7 separate regions of the Mus musculus genome follow, and regions 1, 2, 3, 4, 5 and 7 are each linked to region 6. Evidence: chromatin contacts called from public HiChIP or PLAC-seq and capture Hi-C data. All regions are on one chromosome and are shown on one strand. The core of a region is the stretch at or near the end of the contact, and the rest is flanking DNA. Distances in the headings are between cores, read along the strand shown.

The links. HiChIP or PLAC-seq counts read pairs in DNA pulled down with a chosen protein or histone mark. Capture Hi-C pulls out chosen DNA fragments and counts their contacts.
Region 1: a contact with region 6 is called in an H3K4me3 HiChIP or PLAC-seq map of bone marrow-derived macrophages, with 5 times the contacts expected there. The contact joins the enhancer-like site here to the promoter of Rdh13 in region 6. A contact is called at or near these places in 1 of 39 promoter capture datasets (stem cell-derived epiblast-like cells), 1 of 15 datasets of contacts at CTCF or cohesin (large pre-B cells), 14 of 484 Hi-C or Micro-C datasets (the G1E-ER4 cell line, Sertoli cells, bone marrow-derived macrophages and 7 more), 12 of 115 datasets of contacts at active chromatin or transcription factors (bone marrow-derived macrophages, embryonic limb bud, embryonic stem cells and 2 more) and 1 of 9 other capture datasets (embryonic stem cells).
Region 2: a contact with region 6 is called in an H3K4me3 HiChIP or PLAC-seq map of bone marrow-derived macrophages, with 14 times the contacts expected there. The contact joins the promoter of Leng1 here to the promoter of Rdh13 in region 6. A contact is called at or near these places in 9 of 39 promoter capture datasets (the 3T3-L1 cell line, the C10 cell line, cranial neural crest and 5 more), 1 of 15 datasets of contacts at CTCF or cohesin (large pre-B cells), 6 of 484 Hi-C or Micro-C datasets (bone marrow-derived macrophages, cerebral cortex, cortical neurons and 2 more), 18 of 115 datasets of contacts at active chromatin or transcription factors (the NIH/3T3 cell line, bone marrow-derived macrophages, embryonic basal ganglia and 9 more) and 4 of 9 other capture datasets (adipose tissue, embryonic stem cells, liver and 1 more).
Region 3: a contact with region 6 is called in a capture Hi-C map of embryonic stem cells, with 14 times the contacts expected there. The contact joins the promoter of Oscar here to the promoter of Rdh13 in region 6. A contact is called at or near these places in 13 of 39 promoter capture datasets (the 3T3-L1 cell line, the C10 cell line, the HPC-7 cell line and 9 more), 1 of 15 datasets of contacts at CTCF or cohesin (large pre-B cells), 24 of 484 Hi-C or Micro-C datasets (the AML12 cell line, B cells, the Ba/F3 cell line and 15 more), 25 of 115 datasets of contacts at active chromatin or transcription factors (the NIH/3T3 cell line, T-cell acute lymphoblastic leukemia, bone marrow-derived macrophages and 12 more) and 3 of 9 other capture datasets (adipose tissue, embryonic stem cells and liver).
Region 4: a contact with region 6 is called in an H3K4me3 HiChIP or PLAC-seq map of bone marrow-derived macrophages, with 4 times the contacts expected there. The contact joins the promoter of Tarm1 here to the promoter of Rdh13 in region 6. A contact is called at or near these places in 2 of 39 promoter capture datasets (embryonic stem cells and liver) and 1 of 115 datasets of contacts at active chromatin or transcription factors (bone marrow-derived macrophages).
Region 5: an H3K27ac HiChIP or PLAC-seq map of microglia shows a contact between it and region 6, with 5 times the contacts expected there. The contact joins the promoter of Rasl2-9 here to the promoter of Rdh13 in region 6.
Region 7: an H3K4me3 HiChIP or PLAC-seq map of bone marrow-derived macrophages shows a contact between it and region 6, with 5 times the contacts expected there. The contact joins the promoter of Pirb here to the promoter of Rdh13 in region 6. A contact is called at or near these places in 1 of 484 Hi-C or Micro-C datasets (B cells), 17 of 115 datasets of contacts at active chromatin or transcription factors (the NIH/3T3 cell line, SST interneurons, bone marrow-derived macrophages and 12 more) and 1 of 9 other capture datasets (adipose tissue).

Annotation. Positions count from the first base shown.
Region 1 is chr7:3,596,397-3,599,713 of GRCm38.p6, reverse strand. No RefSeq gene overlaps it. Among named protein-coding and RNA genes, the nearest start is that of Oscar, 18 kb to the left of the region's middle. Within about 2 kb of position 1,788, at least 7 of the 459 cell types and tissues checked have an H3K27ac peak or open chromatin away from gene starts, as enhancers often do. A contact at or near this core is called in bone marrow-derived macrophages, where this site is marked.
Region 2 is chr7:3,664,309-3,667,446 of GRCm38.p6, reverse strand. Leng1 (leukocyte receptor cluster (LRC) member 1) reads left to right here and starts at 1,607. Exons shown (of 4, transcript NM_027203.3): 1 at 1,607-2,131. The coding sequence starts at 2,000. Tmc4 (transmembrane channel-like gene family 4) reads left to right here. Exons shown (of 15, transcript NM_181820.2): 11 at 1-6; 12 at 269-399; 13 at 473-628; 14 at 1,267-1,345; 15 at 1,439-1,693. The coding sequence ends at 1,507.
Region 3 is chr7:3,614,559-3,617,874 of GRCm38.p6, reverse strand. It overlaps Oscar (osteoclast associated receptor), which reads left to right and starts at 1,718. Exons shown (of 5, transcript NM_001290377.1): 1 at 1,718-1,834; 2 at 2,359-2,391. The coding sequence starts at 1,798. It overlaps Ndufa3 (NADH:ubiquinone oxidoreductase subunit A3), which reads right to left and starts at 502. Exons shown (of 4, transcript NM_025348.3): 1 at 468-502; 2 at 184-258. The coding sequence starts at 477.
Region 4 is chr7:3,500,490-3,504,049 of GRCm38.p6, reverse strand. Tarm1 (T cell-interacting, activating receptor on myeloid cells 1) reads left to right here and starts at 1,426. Exons shown (of 6, transcript NM_177363.4): 1 at 1,426-1,618. The coding sequence starts at 1,585.
Region 5 is chr7:5,124,202-5,127,397 of GRCm38.p6, reverse strand. Rasl2-9 (RAS-like, family 2, locus 9) reads left to right here and starts at 1,448. Exons shown (of 1, transcript NM_009028.2): 1 at 1,448-2,456. The coding sequence starts at 1,469. The coding sequence ends at 2,119.
Region 6 is chr7:4,443,816-4,446,908 of GRCm38.p6, reverse strand. It overlaps Rdh13 (retinol dehydrogenase 13 (all-trans and 9-cis)), which reads left to right and starts at 1,252. Exons shown (of 7, transcript NM_175372.4): 1 at 1,252-1,462; 2 at 2,588-2,706. The coding sequence starts at 1,398.
Region 7 is chr7:3,719,061-3,722,334 of GRCm38.p6, reverse strand. It overlaps Pirb (paired Ig-like receptor B), which reads left to right and starts at 1,953. Exons shown (of 15, transcript NM_011095.2): 1 at 1,953-2,042; 2 at 2,197-2,232; 3 at 2,414-2,698; 4 at 2,848-3,153. The coding sequence starts at 2,009.

The DNA.
Region 1 (3,317 bases), core at 539-3,038, 850 kb after region 6:
TGGTTCTTTCCTTCCACCATGTGGGTTTAGGCATCAGACTTAAGTCATTAGGCTTGCTGTCACGTGCCTTTACCTGTGATCCATCTCACCATTAGGCTGTCACGTGCCTTTACCTGTGATCCATCTCACCAGTTCCAGAACCTAGAGTCTTATACTAGGCAAATATTCTACTTCTGAATTGCATCCTCAGCCATTTTAAACATTTTTTTTTTTTTAATTTTGAGACAGGGTTTCCCTAAATATTTTTGGGCTGGCACTGAATTCAGTTTGTACCATGAGTGAGCCTTGAATATGCCATGTTTCTGCCCTAACCTCTGAGTAGCTGGTATTTACAGGCATGAACCACCAGGCTGACTTATCCTTATTTATATATTTATTTATTTATTTATTTATTCTTGACTCTGGCAATGTTATTGTCTTCGTTGGGGTTTCCATTGCTATGAAGAGACACCATGATCAAGACAACTCTTATAAAGGCAAACATTTAATTGGGGCTGGCTTACAGTTTGGGAGGTTTAGTTCATTATCATCATAGCAGCAAGCATGGCAGTGTGCAGTCTGACATGGTTGCTGGAGAAGAAGCTGAGAGCTCTGCATCTTGATCAGAGGGCAACCAGGAGAGACTTGGCATCCTCAGGCAGCTAGGAAGAAACTTTCTTCTGCAACGGGCGGAGCCTAAGCATAAGAGTCCTCCAAAGCCCACTCCCACAGGGACACACTTCCTCCAACAAGGTCACATCTAATTCCAAGCATATTCAAACCACCACAGAAGTACTTGTATTTAATGCATTTTAGTCATTGTTGCCCTCCCCCACCCCACGCAACCCCCAACCCCACCTCATCACCTTACTATTCCTGAAGAATCCCAGAGTTTATTTTCTCTACTAAACTATAATAGTAAGGAGAGTGTTTTCCTGAGGTCTCCTAACCCTAACCCTAAGATGACAAGGGGTCAGGCAGAAGTGTGGTGTGATGGTTTGTATATTCTTGGACCAGGGAGTGGCACCATCTGGAGGTGTGGCCTGGTTGGAATAGGCGTGTCACTGTGGGTGAGGGCTTAAGACTCTCACCCCAGTTGCCTGGAAGTCAGTCGTCCACTAGCAGACTTTGGATGAAGACATAGAACTCTCAGCTCTGCCTGCGCCATGACAGCCTGGATGCTGCCATACTCCCACCTTGATGATAATGGACTGAACCTCTGAACCTGTAAGCCAGCCCCAATTAAATGTTGTTTTTTATAAGACTTGCCTTGGTCATGGTGTCTGTTCACAGCAGCAAAACCCTAACTAAGACATGTGGGAAGCCGGGCGTGGTAGCACACGCCTTTAATCTCAGCACTCGGAGGCAGAGGCAGACGGATTTCTGAGTTCGAGGCCAGCCTGATCTACAAAGTGAGTTCCAGGACAGCCAGGGCTATACAGAGAAACCCTGTCTTGAAAAACCAAAAACAAAAAAACAAAAAACAAACAAACAAAAAAAAAAAAACCAACTTCCTGACATGTGGGTAACTGGGAGATCCACCACTTGTAACTGACACTAGATATAGGCTTGGGGGACAGTGACCCCAACTGGTGGGTCTGCATCGAGTCCAGAGAGTTAGTGTCAGAACCAAGTCTAATTTTTGGACACTTAAGTCAGTGCCTACAGAGAACTGGAGTCTCTCCTGATCTGGAGAGATAAATGTTGTACATTTAGTGCCTGAGTTACTGTGGTTAGAGAAACAGTGTTCCTTGCCTTTCCTATCCCCCACAAGGCTGTCACAAGACCATCCCATGCTTCCTGTTTCTGATTTATTGTACACTGGAGCTGCAAGAATGTAGAAATGCCATCTAGGGGCTGGTGAGATGGCTCAGTGGTTAAGAGCACTGACTGCTCTTCCAAAGGTCCTGAGTTCAAATTCCAGCAACCACATGGTGGCTCACAACCACCCATAATGAGATCTGATGCCCTCTTCTGGTGCATCTGAAGACAGCTACAGTGTACTTAGATATAATAATAAATAAATCTTTAAAAAAAATGCCATCTAGATATAGCACCTTGACAGTGAGGTCAACAAAGTGGGCTGTATACATTGGGCTCTGTATTTGTGTATGTGTGTTTGTGTATGTTTGTTGTAGTATTGTTTGTTGTTGTTCTTGGTGGTGGTGGTGGTGATGGTGGTTTTTTGAGACAGGATTTCTCTGTGTATAACCCTAGCTGTCTTGGAACTTACAAAAGACTGTTCTCCAACTCAGAGAAATCTACCTGCTTCTGCCTCCTGAGTGCTGGGATTAAAGGATGCTGGGCTGGTGAGATGGCTCAGTGTATAAGAGCACCTGACTGATCTTCTGATATGATAGAGGGAGACTCCCTGAGGAACTAGATTCCAGAGAATCAAACAAAAGGTTATCTTGATGATACCAAAAAATTGTTTTGAGATTTGCATATTACAGAATATATAGCCTTGGTGGGTCTCCAGATATCTTGGACTTTCAGCCAGATCCAATCAAGACACAGACATCAGAGGCTAAATCAATCATTGGTGTGGCCTTCTTAAGGCTAACCAATCCTATTTTCCCTACCCTTCCTCCCCCCTCCCCTTAAAAATATCTCAATGCCCATATTCAGCTTGAAAACGTTATGAAGAGTCGTTGCTCCAGTTCCCTGGCCTTTGGGACTGGAGGGGCTTATCATAGGCTGTCTTTCTAGGGAATGTTGAAATGGTCATAGTTGGAACAGGGAGGAATAGCTAGAATTGATTGCATAGCTGTAATCTCATTTTGTAGAAATATTTTTACTTGTTACTAAGTTGATGTCATAATTTCTTATTTTGATACAGAATTTATTTTGATGCAAAATCAAGGTTTTTTTTTTTTTTTTTTTCCCAAGACAGGGTTTCTCTGTGTAGCCCTGGCTGTCCTGGAACTCACTCTGTAGACCAGGCTGGCCTCGAACTCAGAAATCTGCCTGCCTCTGCCTCCCGAGTGCTGGGATTAAAGGCGTGCACCACCACGCCTGGCTGGTATAAATTTCTTGTATTGATACAAAAAATTTAAAAGTATAGGGCTTAGACCCAGTCGTTCTATAACTGTTATTATAAATTGATCTAAGATGATTAAGCCTGTGAGTTAAGGACCAAATAGCAAATTCATGGCTCTGACTTTATTGTTAGGGTGTTTCAGAGACTGTAATTAGAAATAGCTGAGAGCGGTTAATGGAGAACAGTCCAGATTACTTACAGGGATAGTTGGTTTTCAAAAATGTCACAAATCCACAGAATGTGACAGTTAATGCCATTTATTCACTTGTTGAGACAAATCTGCTCCTAACAGCTTCCC
Region 2 (3,138 bases), core at 358-2,857, 780 kb after region 6:
AAGAAGGTGAGTCTGAGGAGTAGCCTAGGGTCTGAGCTGACAGGTGTTGGAGGCTGTAGTCCTGGGCTAGAGAAAGGAGGACGGTTATCAGGGCCCTGATTACTATGCCCTGAGGATGGGAGGAGGGAGCTGGAAGTCAGAGTCCTATTGGCTCAGAGATCTGGTCCCAGCCCCCAAAGGAGGCCAAAGCTCCAAGATAAGAAACAGGGAAAAGCAAAGGATTGACTCTTGAGTCTTACACCTCCATTTCCTCGCCTCTCCCTACCAGATAACCCTCTTCTCCATCTACTCACCGGCTTCCCGCACCTTCCGAGCATCCACGGCAAACTTCTTTTTCCCCCTGGTTCTCCTTGTGGGTCTGGCGATCTCTGCAGTTCCCGTGCTTTACAGTATCTTCCTGTAAGTACGAGAGACTTCTGTTTGTTCTCACTCTAGCTCGACTTGACTGAATCCAGTGTGTCTCCCCCTACAGGATCCCACCTTCGAAACTGTGTGGCCCGTTCCGCGGGAAGCTGTCCATTTGGGCCCAGATCCCTGAGGCCATTGAGAGCCTCCCTCAGACTGCCCAGAATTTTCTCTACTTTCTGGGAACCCAAGCTTTTACTGTACCTCTTCTGATCCTCTCTAGGTGAGCAGTCAGACTTTGAATGTGTGTAATTTAGTGTTTGAAAGAGAAAGGAGTTTCTGGGCACCTGAGTGCTAGAGAGGTGGGCTGGGTGCCTATATACAACAGAGACGTGGGGCTGGCCGGGATGCCTATAAATCAAGAGCAGGAGAGTCGGAGTGTGAATGCTTAGGGTCTAAGAAAAGACATCTGGGTTTGGATTCCTGGTCTGAGGAAAGGAGGGCTAGGGTGTGGATTTATCGATTTGATGAAGGGGGAGGAGGTATGGAGCCTGAACCTCTAGTTTAACCTCTGGTTAAAGGGTCTGAACTTTTGGGTCTAAAGAGAGAGGATAAAGACTTGTGTTCAGAGTCTCAAAAAGGGTTTTAAGGGATTTGAGGATCCTGATATTGGTTTCTTTAATTTACTTATTCATTTAATTTTTATGTGTGTTGGTATTTGGACAGTGTGACTGTCTGTGTGAAGTAACGAACTTGAGTTACAATTGTAAGCTGCCATGTGGGGCTGGGAATTGAACCCCGGTCCTTTGGAAGTGCAGCCAGTGCTCCGGTTACGAGCCATCTCTCCAGCCTGGTTTCTAAGGAGCCATATGATGAAGATGATTGTTTTTCTAGAGTGATTTTCATTCCTGTCTTCCATAGCATCCTGATGATGTATACCGTAGCCCTGGCTAACTGTTACGGACGCCTCATCTCTGAGCTCAAACGCCAGATAGAGACGGTGAGCCAGGCTGATTTCCCCGGAAAGGGCTCTATGAGACTATGAAAGAAGAATGAAAAGGTGTGCTTCACTTTCGCTCCTTTTTGCCCGCAGGAAGTGCAGAATAAAGTCTTCCTGGCCCAGCGAGCTGTGGCTCTGAGCTCAAGGAATGGAACTTCCTGATAAGTCTGGCTGAACCTTCAGCCCCTCAGCTTCAGTGACTTCATATCAAGTGATGGGACTCTTTCATCTCTGGAACCAAATTCCCCGCCCTCTGCCACCCGAATGCTACACTCTCAATTGAACCGTATTAATAAACAACAGTCAAGGCCGCTTTGCGTTTTGAAACCCCGTTCTGAAGCCTCGGACGGGGTTTGGGGAGGGGCCAGGTCCAAATCGGCCTGAAGAGCTAGGTTATGTCTGCTTAAAGGAATAGACAGGCAACAGCCTCATCAAGCAGCGTCCGGGGGTGGAGCAACTCAGGTTACAAATGCTTAGGATTGGCTGAGATGGAAGGCTCTCAGCCAATAATCTCTAAACAAGGCTAGGATGGGACGTGACAATTGGCCCAGAACCAATGCACGAGCAAGGGTGGAACCATGGGGCGGGAGCATCCTCGAGCCAATCGGAAGTGCTGAAGAGTGGGCCTGACAGTCCGAGGTCGGCACTGGAGCCATGAATATCTTGCCGAAGAAGAGCTGGCACGTCCGGAACAAGGACAATGTTGCCCGCGTGCGGCGCGACGAGGCCCAGGCCCGGGAGGAGGAGAAGGAGCGGGAGCGGAGGGTGCTGCTCGCCCAGCAAGAGGTAAGCCTGGGGACCGCCCAGAAGCGCGGCGGGCCTAGCTATCACTCGGTGCCGGGAGCGGGTCTGTGTGTTCGACGATGTTTCTCTGAAAATCCTGTGCTAACTTCCAAGAAACCTTCCTAGATTTCCCCACTGGTGTTGAGGGACCAGAGACTAGCATACTGGAAGAGTTGGACAAATATTCTGATTACTTTATAGGTTGCCCGCACAAGTTAATTACTGATCACCCACTCTGTGTATGCTCCCTTCCTTCTGAGCGCTTGCTTTGAGAAATTCCCTCTTAGAACAACTTGGAGGGGTGCGGTCACCTTGCTCTGAGTACAACGGCTTCAGCAAGGAGGGCAAAGGGCGGACAAGCCGGGGTCCACTTCGTTGGGCATGTCTTTTCTCCCTCCCTCATTGCTTGCCAAGAAAAGAGCATCTGGAGGTTTTATTTGGAACAGGGTCTGTGTAGCCGTGGCTGTTATGGAACTGGCTACGTAGACCAGGCTGGTCTTGAACTCAGCTTGCCTGTTCCACTTGAACGCTAGTATTGAAGACCACACACACATCACAGACTCTAAGTTACTCGATTAGTTTGGTTTACACTTAAGTCCCTTGGCCAATCTGATCATGAATTAGTGTGGGCTTAAAAAAAAAAAAAAAAGCCGGGTAGTGGCGGTGGCGCACGCCTTTGATCCCAGCACCTGGGAGGCAGAGGCAGGTGGATTTCTGAGGCCAGCCTGGTCTACAAAGTGAGTTCCAGGACAGCCAGGGCTACACAGAAAAACCCTGTCTTAAAAAACAAAACAAAACAAAACAAACAAACAAAAAGGTGACGCTTGTAATTAATCCCAGATACTAAGGCTGCAGAAAGGGGAGAATTGTGAATCAGAGACCATCCCTATCTGGGGTCAGGTTGTACTTGGAGTGGTGACCTGGAGCCATACCTTGGATTTAGATCCTTTGTCCAGAAAGCAATATTTGATTACCTTACAAGTTTGGGAGTATATACATACTTGTGTTGG
Region 3 (3,316 bases), core at 469-2,968, 830 kb after region 6:
CCGAGGAGTTCTGCCTACAGAGTCAAACTGAGTTGAATGTGCACCTCTTGTGTGTGGTGAGGGAAGAGCGACAGTAATGTCAGGATATGGCTGGCAAGGGGATGCGAGATGAAACTGTGCCGTGGAATGCTGATGACTTCCGGGTGGAGGATGCACTTTCGCGCCGGGGAAGGGGGCACTCACCGAGGCCCCAGACAGAGAAGGACACCACCAGCACCGGCTCCTTCGCCCAGGCATTCTTGAGGAAGGCAGAGATTCCTAGAGAGGTGAGAAGACAGTCACCCTTGGGGACTACTGCGGTGACCTCTAACACTCTCGTATCACCCCTGCTCTGCACCCTCGTGACTGCCGCGCCCCTATTCTGGGACGGATTACCGGTCCCCAAGGCTCCACTGAGACTCAGCCACGGATCAGCCCACAGTTTCCTGGAACTACTTGATCCCCGCGAGCTCCAAACCTGTACTTACTCCCGGCCATCTTGTTCTTGGCGGCGACAAGGAGCGGAGCTCTCTGGGAGTTGTGGTCCTTCTCCTTGCGTGAGGCCCCGCCCCTTGGGCGAGGACGTGGACCCTTTCGGGAGTTGTAGTTCTGGAGTGAGGCTTAAGAGGACTGAAAGATTTAAACCACCTTGAACACCTGCTGGCCTCACCATTTTCTTATAGTTTATAACTCAGCAAATGCATCGGAGAAGTAACATAACGTTCTCCTGTAATAAAGTCAGCTTTGGGCTGGAGAGATGGCTCAGAGCTCTGTCTGCTCTTCCAAAGGTTTAATTTCCAGTAACCACATGGTGACTGACAACCATCTGCAATGGGATCTGACGCCCTCTTCTGGTGTGTCTGAAGACTGCAACAGTGTACTCATAAATAAACCTTAAAAAAAAAAAAGTCAGCTTTACATTGAGATCACATCTAGACATAAGCTCATTCTGGAAATTCTAAATTAATCCCAAATATATTAAGGACTGCCTGTGCTTTGTGTTACTAGCATGCAGATCATGGCTTTTCCCTCCATCTGCCCCTTAGTGCTGAAAACTGAAACCAGGACAGGCTAGGCTACCCATCTCCGATTGAGCCACTCCTCCGTCCACTTGCTGATAGATTCTACTATCCCAGGTCCCTGCTGGTGGATTTTAGGCATATCTTTTATTGTTGAGCCACATTTTTCAGCCCTTTCATTACTTTTTATTTTGAGACAGGGCATTAAATGGCTCAAGTTGGCCCTGCAATCTTTGAACTTGACAGCCTCCTGCCTTGGTTTCTCAAGCTGGTGAGATTACAAGCCTGAGCCTCTAAGATAATGCACATCACTTAAAAAAATTAACATATCTGGACTGGACAGTGAGAGCAGTAATGGAGTCTGAGCCTTCTCTTGTTACCGGCATAGTACATATTGTACAGCAAGCTTCTTTTTCCCTTTCTACCTTTTTGTTTTGTTTTTTTTGTTGTTGTTGTTGTTTTTTTCCTCTTTTCCATTTTTCTTCCTCCCACCTGCCCCTTTCCTTTCTCTCCTCAGTGCTGAGGCTACTCTGGGCAAGTGGTCTTCTACTTAGCGACAACGTCCTCAGCCCTCCTCCCCAACTTTTAAGTTAAATTAAAGAACACCAGAGGCTATGACTGTTCCATCTTGCAACTTTTTCCAAGACAATGAAACTATGACACAGTTACCCAGGAGCCTCCACCTGACTCCTCTGTTCCCTAAACAGGACTCTCACATGGCTTTCTGGTGTTGCTTCATTTCCTCAGAGTGAAAAAGGCAGGGTCAACCTTTTCCTCAGCTCCACGGAGAGTGCCCACCATGGTCCTGTCGCTGATACTCCAGCTGTCGACTCTCTGTGAGCTGTCCCTCCCCTGTGTGTGGATCCTTGGCTGGGCTGAGGGCTATATCTGTTCATATGGAATTCAACATCCAATTTAGAAAAAGGAATCAGGACTGGTACCCAGATACCTGAGTCCTAAACGGGGGAAGACAGATTGCTGGGTCGGGGGTGAGCATAGGTTTCTCTGGATCTCCAGGCAGAGGAGAGTAAGGGATATCTAGGGGTCAAAGAATGTATTCAGTTCTCATGGTAAATGGGCAAGTCTACTGTGCTGGAGGGAGGGGGCATCTAAACCTTCAAACCCCAAGGCAGAGAAACCCCAAGGAGCAAAGTATTGTTCTTAGGAAAGGTGGGGAACAGAGGCCTGTCCTCTTGGGTCAGACAGCAGCTTCTTAAGTATGGGGAATGGAAGTACAGAGTTTTGCTTGATCCTAAAAAAGACGGTGGCAGGCTTCATGTAATCAGAGTCTAGGGCTCCTTAGAGGGGAGACGGTAGTCCACAAAGGGCTTTGTAAAAACCAACTCTTCACCTTCTGCAGGGCCTGCATGCCGTGCTGACTTCACACCAACAGGTGAGTGGGAGACTCCACCTGCTCTATGCTATGCTGCTCACACCTCGCCTCCAACAACTCATTTTATCTTTGTGCCTAGCTTCACCCCAGATTCCCTCATTCCCCTCTCTTCCTCTCTCCTTCCATCCCTTCCTCCACTACATACCTTGCCTCTTTTCTTCTCCCTTTTCTCCTGTCTCTTTCCCTTCCCCCTTTCATAGCCTTCCTTCCTTCTTCCTCCATCCCCTCCTCCTTGCCCCCTGCATGTTGCTCTCTTCTCCCTTCACTTTGTCCTTCATCTCTTTAGTAACCACTATAGGTGAATAGAGATGACCATGAATGTGGATGTTAAGGAGACCTAGACAATCTTGTTCATTATTGCATGTCCTTGAACAAACCAGGGGTCTTAGCCGGGCGTGGTGGCGCACACCTTTAATCCCAGCACTCGGGAGGCAGAGGCAGGCAGATCTCTGGGTTCGAGGACAGCCTGGTCTACAGAGTGAGTTCCAGGACAGCCAGGGCTACACAGAGAAACCCTGTGTGGAAAAAACAAAAACAAAAACAAAAAAGAAAGAAAGAAAAACAAACAAACAAAAAAAACAGGGGTCTTGAAGCCTCCATTTCCTTAGGTAAGTCGGCTGCAGTGAGGATTTAATGTAGTTATATAGGGAAACTATAGGGCCAGATCCTGGCATATTTCAAGGCTCCAGACATAGGAGTTCCTCAATGCCAAGTATACGAGCTTCTCTCACGGGAGCCTGCCTTCCACAGAAGGAGGTTCCCCCACCCGAGATGGCTTCTTCTCAGGGTTTTGATGGAGGAGATAATTCTTCTCTCTTCAATTTTTCCCACTATGCTTCAATTTGGCCTGAGAACCACTGGGAAGCCATTCATCCCTGAGTTATCAGTTGATTTAGTTTTATGTACATGAATGTTCTGCCTGCAT
Region 4 (3,560 bases), core at 177-2,676, 940 kb after region 6:
AACTAGACTATTTTAGCGCTCTTAAAAGTGTTCTTGGCCCTCCTCTCTATAGTCAATTTCTACTTCTTCTTAGATAATCCATTTTGAATTTTTCTGTGACTGGGTTTTGCCTGCAGTTGACCAGGATAGCTAGAGTTGGACCACATGCATTCTTTGTGTCCAAGTTCTTTCACACTCCATGTTACTTCTGAGATTTCATGGTCTTACATGTATTTTATTTATTTATTTATTTATTTTTGTGGAAGCTTGAGATCATTCACTTTTATGATTATATTATGATTTATTTATCATCCTCATTGGGCTCCTTCCACCCTGATCTTTTATGGATAATGATAATTGTATCATTTTATCAATTTGATCTTTTATGAATAATCATGATAATTCTTTTTGAGATTGTTTTTGGTGATGGCACTGGGGTTTAAACTTAGTGACTCATGCATCCCAGATAAGCACTATACTCCTGAGCCATGGGCCTAGTCTTGACCTGAGCATCTTCATGTGTTCAGCAGCTTCCTTGACTGAAAAATTCTGTCCCCAGTACCCAGATTGAAGCATAAGGATAAGAAGTTCAAGACCATCCTCATCAGTGGGAAATTTGAGACCACCCTGGACTATATATTGAGACCTAGTTTCAAACCAAACCAAACAAACACTAAACTAAACTCTCATACTAAAACAAATATTAAAGGCAAATGTCATCATGACTAATGTTCACTCATGTAGCTTGAAATGCATTTGGGGACCTTTGACTGTGGCTTTTGTTGGTAGAGTGCTTGTCTAGCAAACACAAAGCCCAGGGTTCAATTCCCAGCACTGCCTAAACCATATGTGGTGACACATACCCATAATCCCATCAGGAGGTAGAAGCAAGAAGACCAGAAGTTCAAGGTCATCTTCAGGGCTGGAGAGATAGCTCAGTGGGTAAGAACACTGACTGCTCTTCCGAAGGTCCTGAGTTCAAATCCTAGCAACCACATGGTGGCTCACAACCACCTGTAATGAGATCTGACGCCCTCTTCTGTACGTCTGAGGACAGCTACAGTGTACTTACATATAATAAATAAATAAATAAATAAATAAATAAATAAATAGTCATCTTCAGTTACATGGTGATTTTGAGGCTGCCCTGGGCTACATGAGATCCAGCAAAATAAAATGGAAAGAGAAACTGTCTGGGCTCTGTCACTTTTCCTCAGTAAGGAGAGGCAGATCATCTCTAGTAGGAAAGGAATATTGGCCAACGTCTAGTGACTATGATATATGACTCTCAGTTTACACAAATCTCAGCTCAGTATAAACCCAGCAAGCCCAGTGTTAGGCCCTTTGAAAATTACTTGTGTAAGGCCTGAAATTTGAAACGGAAGAGGACCAAGTGAGGCAAGTCTCTGAAGGGGTTTATAGGAACATGTTGCAACAGATAGCATCAGCACATTTCCTGCGAGTGAACGTGTGAGGAAGGAACTGAGCAGCGATCTCAAAACCAATCCTGCCTACTCCCTGAGCTTGGGGATGCTGATGTCCTGGCCACTTTCTTCTGCTGATAGTAGACCTGCTGAAGACCTTTGGACCAGCCGCTGAGCCACCATGATCTCTAGGCTCCTTTCCCTTCTCTGCCTCCGTAAGTTATTCAGGGTGGGACACTCAGTTTCCAGGAAATCATAAAGCTGGTGAGATACTTGGGTGGGGACTGAAGCCAGAATTTACACCAGATCAGTGTGCTGAGTGCATAGGACAAACCAGAAATTTCAGTGAGTTCACTGTACATGTTAGGGCAAAACAAATGCTCAACATGTAGTAGACAGAGATGGGGAAAAGATAGGGGCTGGGGCTGTAGCTTTGTTGGTAGTGCTTACCAAGTGTACGTGAAGCCCTAGTTCCATTCCCAGTACTATAAATCAAGAATAGTGACATGCAACCTGTAACTCCGGTACATGGTAGATGGAGAGAGGCAAATAAAATTTGAAGATCATCTTTAGCTAAGTAGGGAGTTTAAGGAATGCCTGGACTACATAAACATCCCCCCTCCCTTCAACACACGCACAGACAGACACAAAGCAGATAGAGCATAGATATAATGTAAAGGAATCAAAACTAGAAATTCTATGTGCTGTTGCTAGCCAAGGTTGAGTCAGCAGCCCGCTATTTTCTTTTATACGAAGCCAACTTGTTATGATTGAGATAGGACAGAGACCAACATCAGAAAGACCTTCTTGTTTACTTATTTTTAAAATTTGTTGAGACAAGATCTTACCATGCAGCCTTGGTTGATCTTACTATGTAGACCAAGCTGGTCTTGAACTTACAGAGATCGTCCTGCCAAATGCTGAGATTACAGGTTTGTGCCACCATGTCTAGCTCTTTTTAATAAATAAATAAATAAATAAATAAATAAATAAATAAATAAATACTACTACTACTACTACTACTACTACTACTACTACTACAATAGATGACAAATGTTATTAAATAACTTTCCTTAGCAAGGTGTAATCCCAGCTCTAGAGAGGAGGAGTCAGGAGGAGTTCAAAGTCATCTGGTTCCGTCGTGAATTTGAGCCCAGCTGGGTTATATGAGACTGTATGTAAAACAATGAAACAAAGCATGTACAGTAGAACATCTTTAATCCTAGTTCTGAGGAGGCAGAGACAGGCGGATCTCTGTGAGTTTGAGGTCAGCCTGGTCTACATAGCAAGTTCCAGGCCAGCAGGAGCTAAATAGTGAGACCATCCTAACCCACTCCCTATTTAAAAACAAATGAACAACCCTAAAAGCCTTCTGAAGAAGATTAAGTTTGCTTTTATAGGTTAGAAATCTGATCTGAATTTGCAAACCAAAGTGATTTCCAACATATTTCAGAGATTTGTTTGTTTGTTTGGTTGGTTGGTTTTTCAAGAGAGGGTTTCCTCTGTATAGCCCTGGCTGTCCTGGAACTCACTTTATAGACCAGGCTGGCCTCGAACTCAGAAATCCACCTGCCTCTGCCTCCCGAGTGCTGGGATTAAAGGCGTGCGCCAGCACACCCGGCTCAATATTTCAGAGATTTTGAGGAAACCAAATTTCAACCCACGTGTGTCTAACCCAAACAGTATTACTGGTTCCATGTTGCTCAGAGTTCTATGAACAGGGCTGAGTTTACAGGGTTCCTTGTTGTGGGACCATCTTGGAGATGTTTGATGGGACTTGGAGTTTGTCTTGATTTTGTTGTTAACCTTACAATTGTTGGATTATGTGGGAAGAGGAGCCTCATTTGAGAAAATGCCCCCATCAGATTGCTTGTTGGTAAGTCTGTGGGGGCATTTTCTTTTCTTTTTTATGGTACGCTTCACAAATTTGCATGTCATTTCACAGACTACACTAATCTCTGGATCATTTCAACCTTAGTAAGTGTGCATCTTCTTGATTAATGACTGCTGTGGTATGGCTCAGACCACTGTGGGTGGTACCATCCCTGGGCAGGTGATCCTGTGGTGGATAAGAAAGCAGACTGAGCAAACCTTGGGAAGCAAGCCAGGAGTCAGTGCTTCTCCATAGACTCTGCATCAGCTCCTGTCTCCAGGTTC
Region 5 (3,196 bases), core at 199-2,698, 680 kb before region 6:
CTAGATGGACTGAGCAGGTGCCAGGCATCTGCTGCATGAGCTGGTATTGAAGTATCGATTTGCCCTGGCAAATGTACACACCTCATGCTAGCCTCATGAAACTGGAATAAGCCTTTGAAAAGAAATTTGTCCTTGAAGCGTGTATCTGATATCAGCACTGGATCATAGAACTTGCTGATTTTTGACCTTGTATTCAAGTTAACTGCTCCCTTGGTATATGTTTAACACCCTGTGCATATCTTGATTCAGTCCTTAGTTCATGTGGCTCGGTCACTTGGGGCTGGGGAGAACACGCAGTGGAAGAGAAAGGCCCAGCCTGGTGGATCTCTGTGAGCACCACGGAGTGATCTGTGCAGGGTATTAACCAACAGCAGACTTCCAGGATTTCCCGAGGCTGGCAAGGGCTCCTGAACCAGTTACCACTCCTTCTTGCCAGTCTAACAGGGTGGGAAAGTCCGAGCCTTAGGACCCAGTTTCCGTTCTGGTTTCTTCCCTCCTGACCACCATCGGTTGTTAGTTGCCTTGAGTTGGGAACGTTTGCATCGACACCTGTAAATGTATTCATTCTTTAATTTATGTAAGGTTTTGTTGTACTCAATTCTTTAAGAAATGACAAATTTTGGTTTTCTACTGTTCAGTGAGAACATTAGGCCCCAGCAACACGTCATTGTGTAAAGAAATTAAAGTGCTTCAGTAACTGAAAAAAAAAAAAAATTTCCTACTACCTATGATATCAAGCTTGGCTTTCTACAAGAGTTCAATCTCTGACTCTCATTTAATTCTTCCATTCCTTCACACACATATATATATATATATATATATATATATATATATATATATATATACTTTTTTTTTTTTTTTTTTTTTTTGGTTTTTCGAAACAGGGTTCTCTGTATAGCCCTGGCTGTCCTGGAACTCACTTTGTAGACCAGGCTGGCTTCGAACTCAGAAATCCGCCTGCCTCTGCCTCCTGAGTGCTAGAATTAAAAGTGTGCGCCACCACACCCGGCTCTATATTTCTTTTATATTTGACATAAGATCGCCTTTTTTTTTTCCTTTGTCTCTAAAAACAAATTGTGCAGCCCGTTGCTTAGGCAAAAGGAGTTTTGTCAGAAAAGTTCAGATCTAACAGATCTGTTCAGGATGGCAGGCAGTTCACTGAGCCAAGCTGCCTTCCTCTGTGTCCCTGTCATGAATCCTTGATTCGGTACAATTCAGTAGGCTTCATCCAAGAAATGCAGAGATGGTTCAGTAAGTGAAAATCAGTCCTGGAAGGTAGCTGGAAGGACCCGGCAGAGCGCAACACGAGGGTTGGTTGTCCTTCGGGTGGGCACCGCAGCGGCGGGCGGTGCCCAGCTTCCCTTCCCCCACAGTCTGGTACAGAGTCTGCCTTCCCGCGCGCTCTTCCCGGCCGCTGCCTTTAGAGGGCGCACGTGCAGCAGCCGCTCTCTCCGGCAGGATCGCCGCGATGGCCGCCCAGGGAGAGCCGCAGGTCCAGTTCAAGGTCGTCCTGGTGGGCGACGGCGGCACCGGAAAGACGACATTCATGAAGCGCCACTTGACCGGAGAGTTTGAGAAGGAGTATGTAGCCACCCTGGGCGTGGAGGTGCACACATTAGTCTTCCATACCAACAGAGGACCTATCAAGTTCAATGTGTGGGACACAGCCGGTCAGGAGAAGTTCGGGGGGCTGCGCGATGGCTACTACATCCAAGCCCAGTGTGCCATTATAATGTTTGACGTAACATCAAGAGTTACTTACAAGAATGTGCCTAGCTGGCATAAAGATCTAGTGCGTGTGTGTGAAAACATCCCCATTGTATTGTGTGGCAACAAAGTGGATGTTAAAGACATGAAAGTGAAGGCAAAACCTATTCTCTTCCACCGAAAGAAGAATCTTCAGTACTATGACATTTCTGCCAGAAGTAACTACAACTTTGAAAAGCCTTTCTTCTGGCTTGCCAGAAAGCTCATTGGAGATCCTAACTTGGAGTTCGTTGCCATGCCTGCTCTTGCCCCACCTGAGGTAGTCATGGACCCAGCTTTGGCAGCACAGTACGAGCATGATTTAGAGGTTGCTCAGACGACTGCTCTCCCAGATGAGGAAGATGACCTGTGAGAAAGTGAAGCTGGAGCCCTGCGTCAGAAGTCTATTTTAGGCAACTGTCCTGTGATGCCAGCCAGCGGTGCAGTGTGTGTGCCACCTTATTTAGCTAAAGGAGATCGTGCAATTCATTGGGATGCTGAAGGAGATGAATGGGCTTCGGAGTGAATGTGGCAGTTAAAATACACCTTCATTTTTTTGGACTTGCGTATTTAGCCCCCTGGAACAGAGTTGTTCTGGATTTCAAAGATAAGACTGCTACCGTAGCATCACAATAGTCAGTGGTGAAATCTTGTTTGTAACTGTCATTCCCACTCTTTCATTTAGAATCAGAATAAAGTTGTATTTCATATTTGAAATATCTTCTAAATATCTTCTAAAAAAGAGAAAAATAAAATCAGCAAATGTAATCTATCACATAAACAAATTAAAAGGGGAAAAAAAACATGATCATATCTTTAGATGCACAAAGGGCCTTTGACAAAATCCAACACCTCTTTATCATAAAACTCCTTGAGAGCCTAGGGATACAAAAGACATACCAAACATAGCAAAGGCAATATAAAGCAATCTGATAAGCCGGGAGTGGTGGTGCCTTTAATTAAATGCCTTTAATCCCAGCATTTGAAAGGCAAAGGCAGGCGAATTTCTTTTTTTTTTAAGATTTATTTATTTATTATATGTAAGTACACTGTAGCTGTCCTCAGATACTCCAGAAGAGGGCATCAGATGATTGTGACCACCTTGTGGTTGCTGGGATTTGAACTCGGGACCTTTGGAAGAGCAGTCGCGCTCTTAACCACTGAGCCATCTCGCCAGCCCCCAGAGAATTTCTGAGCTCAAGGCCTGCCTGGTCTACAAAAGTGAGTTCCAGGACAGCCAGGGCTATACAGAGAAACCCTGTCTTGAAAACCCAAAAAAAAAGCAATCTGATAGCAAACATCAAATTAAAGGGAGATAAATTCAAAGCAGTTCTACCAAAATAAGGAGGAAGACAAGCTGTCCACTCTTTACATATCTATTGACTATTATACTTGAAGTTTTACCTAGAGCAATAAGACAACTGAAGGAAATCAAGGGGATACAAGTTAT
Region 6 (3,093 bases), core at 3-2,502:
ATAATGTTGCCAATCTGATAATTGAAAAATATTTATCTCCTTGTCACCTTCATGAAGACAAACAGGTGTCAAGTGTGCTGACATTTTCTAGTGACAGGATGTATTTGTCCACTGTCTATAGCCTTTTTCCTAACTTCCTTTCTTTTCCTTCCTTCCTTCCTTCCTTCCTTCCTTCCTTCCTTCCTTCCTTCCTTCCTTCCTTCTGTCCGTTCGTCTGTTTGTCTGTCTGTCTTCCTTTCCTCCTCTCCTGCTTCTAGACACTAACACTTTAGTATGTTTTAAATATATTATTCTTTCCTTTTGGTGTATAAGTGTGTGGACACATACATGCCGTGGTGGAAGGTCAGAGGACAACTTTTGGGAGTTGATTTTATCTTTCCACCATGTTCTAGGAATCAAACACAAGTTGCAAAGCTTGTATGACAAGTGTCTCTACCCCATGCACCATCTCACTGTTGTTTTAAAGCCAGTATCCTTCTTTTCCTTCAAATCCAATGGTCCAGGTCTCAGTTTCCTCCCTCAGATCCAAAGCCCACACCCCAGACTTCCACTCTTAAACACAAGAGTCCAAATCCTACCCTTCTCCCTCAGACTCAGGAATCTATACTTCACCCTCCTCCCTCAGACCCAGGGGTCCAGGTCCCAGCCTTCTTCCCTCCTTCACAAGGCCTACACAGAAAGTGCTACCATTAACTATTATTTAGAGGAGAAAAACCATGGTTCATTCTACAGGGTCTCGATGTCTGGAAATGGAAATGCTTGGTACCAAACTATCTATCTATCTACTTTATTTATTTTCTTCCTCCCAGATAGTATTCTTCTGCATGGATCTGGCTTCCTAGAACTCCCTCTGTAGAACAGGCTGGCCACAAACTTATGGGTTTGCCTGCTCCTGTCTCCGTAATGCTGGGATTAAACGCGAGCACCACTACCACCCAGCTACTATTTTTTTTATTTCTTCCTTCTTTCCTTCCTTCTTTCCTTCCTTCCTTCCTTCCTTCCTTCCTTCCTTCCTTCCTTCCTCCCTCCCTCCCTCCCTCCCTCCCTCCCTCCCCCCCTCTTTCTCTCTCTCTCTCTCTCTCTCTCTCTTTTTCTTCCCGAACTTCAGGACGCCCTTGGATTGGTTGAGTGTGATGACATTTGATCTGGTAGCTGACACGCCTGTCAACCTCGGCCGCATTCCATCTCCAGAAACTACGTTTCCCAGCATTAAGTGCGCCATGGGCCTACTTCCTAAAGCCCCGCCTCCACATCTGGTCACTCCCCATAGCCGGGTTCTGGTGGCTGTGTGATTCCACGTTCACGCTACTCGAGCGCACGTGGGTTCCTGGGCAGCGCGTTCGTCCGCGGAGTGGCCTGGAGTGCAGACCCACGGACACCCTTTTCCCCAGCCTGGGATGAGCCGCTTTCTGCTGCCGGTGTCCGTAGTGGGCACGGTGATCGGCGGCACCGTGCTGCTCAAGTGAGTCTGCGCGTCTTCTCTGCGCGCTTGGTGGTAGGTTTGCGACAGGGGAATGCCAAACAAGGCCAGAGAAGTATCCCTTGTCCTAAGTCCTCGGACGAATTCTTCCCGCTCACTAGTATGGCTTTTCCGGGAGAGGAGGGCGGGTCACCTCTTCAAGGTCACCTAGGGAGAAGGGGTGGAGCATGGATCTTGTGCTCATTTTATCTCTGGACCACTCCTTCTCTACCCTTTCCTCTTTGCCCAGCCTGTTTGCCTCCCCTTCCTTCCTTTCTTCCCTTTCCTCTCCTCCCCCGTCCTTCTTTCCTTCCTTGCGTTTTTCAGACTGGGTCTCACCATGAAGCCTTGGCTGGCCTGGAACTCGTTATATTGACCAGGCTGATTTTGAATTCACGAGAGATCTGCCTCTGCCTCCTGAGTGCTGGGACCAAGGACATGCGTGTCTGTCACCGCTAACAGCTTACATGAGGTGTTTCCCTCCCCGCCCCCCCCCCCCCCGCATGTATGCATATGCTATGCTTTCGGAGGTTAAAAGAAGATGTTAGATCCCGTGGAACTGGAGTTATTGTGAGTCACCGTGTGGGGTGCTGGGAGCTGATCCTGGGTCCTCTGTAAGAGCAGCAGTGCTCTTACTGCTGAGACATCTCTCCAGCTTCTTGATGTATACACACCCGCTTCCCAATCATTGTTCTCCAACTTCCATGGACCCCTTCTGACACATGCTCCTTCCAACGTCATGCATTCTGTCTGTCTGTCTGTCTATCCATCCATCCATCTATAGACAAGGCAGCATGTAGCCTAGGCTGGCCTTGAGCTTGCTCTGTAGTCGAGGATGATGACCTTAAATTCCTGGTATTCCTGCCATTGCCTCCTGAGTACTGGGCTTGCAAGTGTGTACCACCACTTCTGGCTATTGTCTTTTGTTTTTATAAAAGTATGAATAAATGATTGTTACCTCTTGGAGATGTTCCAACGTATAATCCTTTTCTGAGGCCATGACGAGGACTCCCGTGTGTTTGGGTGCTTTGGTGATGGATGTGAGCTTACGAGTGCTTTGCCCCAGCTCATAAATCTTGAGGCAGGCACGAGGCAGACAGAACTCACTGTGCTGTTTCTCACCTTCAGGGACTATGTCGCTGGTGGGGCTTGTCCCAGCAAGGCCACCATACCTGGGAAGACTGTTATCGTGACAGGAGCCAACACAGGCATCGGGAAACAAACTGCTTTGGAGCTGGCTAAAAGAGGTAAGAGCAGCCCCTGCTCTGGGGTTTGAAGAGTTATGTGCACACTGTTGTGTGCACAATGTTGTGTATGGCAGCCTTGTTTATAATACCTCGAAGGCAGAAGCATTCCAGGTGTCAATTTGCAGACAAATAAACAGAATACGGCTCATCCATACAGTGGAATATTACTATGCTTTCAAAAGGAAAGGAATTCAGACATGCTTCTGTGTGATGATTCTACAGGATGTTGTGCTAAGTGAATAAAGGCAGACACCACACACACACACACACACACACACACACCCCAACAGCTACATAATTCACATTCTCAAAACTATCCAAAACCAAACCTGTTTTTATTATGTAGTGTGTGTATGTTGGGCTGGAGTGGGTCTGAGTTTGCCATCT
Region 7 (3,274 bases), core at 704-3,203, 730 kb after region 6:
ACCCAGGACCAAGAAGTCATGTCATCAAAACTCTAGCAGCTGCCGGTACTTCCTACCAGCAGATGGAGAAAGATAAAACCCTGGATGACTACAACATCCAAAAAGATCAACGCTGCAGTTGGTGCTGGGCCTGTGTGGTGGCATTCTCCACCAACCACAAAGCTAGCTTCTCAAGTTTACAACTGCAACACAATGATACAGTGGTGCTCACAAATACTGCCCATGCCTGCACCACTGTGTGTGGAACTTCAACAAGAACCATGGCAACCATCTTACCAAAAGCAATCTACAGATTCAATGCAGTCCCATCAAAATTCCCACTAGATTCTTCATAGAATTAGAAAGGGCAATTCTCAAATTCATTTGGAATAACAAAAAAAAAAAAAAAAAAAAAACCCAGGATAGTGAAAACGACTCTTAACAATAAAAGAATTTCTTTGGAAATCACCATCCCTGACCTTAATCTATACTATAGAGCAATAGTGATAAAAAGTGCATGGAATTGGTACAGATACAGATAGGTACATCAATGAGGTAAAATTGAAGACCCAGAAGTGAACCCACACAGCTATGGTTACTTGATCTTTGACAAGGGAGCTAAAACCATCCAGGGGAAAAAAGACAGCATTTTCAACAAATGGTTCTAGTTCAACTCCCAGTCTGCATGTAGAAGAATGCAGATCGATCCATCTTTATCTCCTTGTACAAAGCTCAAGTCCAAGTGGATCAAGGACCTCCACCTAAAACCAGATATACTGAATCTAATATAAGAAAATGTGTGGAAGAGCCTCAAACTCATAGGCTGGCATGACCACCCAGTTCTCCCAGAGTCTAGACCACCAACTAAGGAGTGTACCTGGAGGAATCCATGACTCCAGATACACATGTAGCAGAGAATGGACTCTCTCACAGCAATGGGAGGGAAGACTGCTTTGATGCCCCAGAGTGGGGGGATGTTTGAGCAGTGGGCGAGAGTGTGGAGGGGTCATGGGCAGTCTCATACAGGCAAAAAGAATGGGTTACCATATGTAGGATGGGGGGTTGGTGAAGGGAACACCAGGAAGTGGGATATCATTTGAGATGTAAACAAATGGAATGATTAATAAACCAAAAAAAAGAATTATGGTCATATTCGTACACCTACAACCTGTATCCCCAGAAACTCAAATAAACCTGCACCTGTGTGGACCAGTAACCCCATGACAAGATAATTTGTTAACTAAGCAAAAGGACTTAGGAAAACGATGATGGTAAGTGATGAGACACTGATATGGCTCAGAACATAAGTGTCTGCTGCCAAAATAAGACCTGACTCTGTTGACAGGATCCACACTGGACAAGGAAAACTGATTGCTGAAGTTGTATTCTGACCTCCATACATGTGCTTTGACACACATGCATGTGTATATACAAACAAACATAGAGACACACAAACAAACACTAAAAAATGAATAGAAATATGTACCCTAAAATTGGAAGGGAAAACACAAACATAAAAAACAAAAACCAATTGTAATGCCCAGTGGTAATGCATCGCTTGAGACTAAGAAGAAAAAGCTGTCATCAATCACACTCCAGGCAGATATACAGGAAGATCCTTCTCAGAAACATCAAAACTGTTGAAAAGAAAGAAATAGTTCCCATAAAACAAAGAGGAACAAAGAAAACCACACGTAAATTTGTACTGTTGTGTGAAATGTTCACACATGTTTGCTACAATATGGCCATGACAGTAATGTGCACAGGTGAGGCAGACACTGGTGGGATGAGGAAACGCCATCTGTGTAAGAACTAATGGCAGAGGGTCTACTGCCTGGCCTAGTCACACCATTGAGGAAGTCAGAGCATGGTGCTGAGGAGGGCAGTTCCTCTTTCTGTGGGGCTGCTGATATATGACCATGTCATGGGGACTGCCCTGCCTCCAGTGCCACACCCTGTACACAATCCCTTCAGAAAGGCTCTGTAGCTCTGCCCTTGAGCACAGTTGCAGCCACTGAGGGGAGATGCCATGTCCTGCACCTTCACAGCCCTGCTCCGTCTTGGTGAGATGTGAAGAGGGGGAGGGGATACTGAGGTCTGGAAATGATCATGGCCTGTAGACCAGCACGCACCCAAAAGGAAACCCCAGGTTCTCAGATGTTTCTGCAGACTTGCTCAGCCTTAGGGACAAATCTCTTACAAAGAACTCTCTTCCAGGACTGACTCTGAGCCTCTGGATCCCAGTGCTGACAGGTGAGTGTGTCTGCAGCTGACCTGAAATGCTCTTTTCTTCATATCCAGGAGCCATGCCTGGGCTGTGATGGTGGAAAACACCACCTGTGTGTGAGTCCTGTGGGTGGCAGGAAGGCCATGGGGTTAAGGACTGCAATCTGAGTGTGTTTGTCCTGAGTCCTAGTTGCTCTGTTACTTGCAGGGTCCCTCCCTAAGCCTATCCTCAGAGTACAGCCAGACTCTGTGGTCTCCAGGAGGACTAAGGTGACCTTCTTGTGTGAAGAGACAATTGGAGCCAATGAGTACCGCCTCTATAAAGATGGAAAGCTATATAAAACCGTAACAAAGAACAAACAGAAGCCAGAAAACAAGGCTGAATTCTCATTCTCAAATGTAGACCTGAGTAATGCAGGTCAATATCGATGTTCCTACAGCACCCAGTATAAATCATCAGGCTACAGTGACCTCCTGGAGCTGGTGGTGACAGGTGAGAGACACACAGGATCCTAGGCCTCAGGTTATAAATGTCCAGACTTGGCTCTGTTAACAGGAATGCCCACCCTCACTGTGGGAACCTCAGAGCCAAGGAGAATAATGAGGCTTGGGGATATTTAACTGACTCCTCCTTTTCTTCAGGACACTACTGGACACCCAGCCTTTTAGCCCAAGCCAGCCCTGTGGTAACTTCAGGAGGGTATGTCACCCTCCAGTGTGAGTCCTGGCACAACGATCACAAGTTCATTCTGACTGTAGAAGGACCACAGAAGCTCTCGTGGACACAAGACTCACAGTATAATTACTCTACAAGGAAGTACCACGCCCTGTTCTCTGTGGGCCCTGTGACCCCCAACCAGAGATGGATATGCAGATGTTACAGTTATGACAGGAACAGACCATATGTGTGGTCACCTCCAAGTGAATCCGTGGAGCTCCTGGTCTCAGGTGAGGAACCTCAGCCTTCCATAGAATGATATTGAAATCATACAGGTTTCAGAGACCACTTGATGTGCGGTGTATGTGGGGATCCAGGGCTCTTTTGAACTTTGACACAGAGCACAGGAAA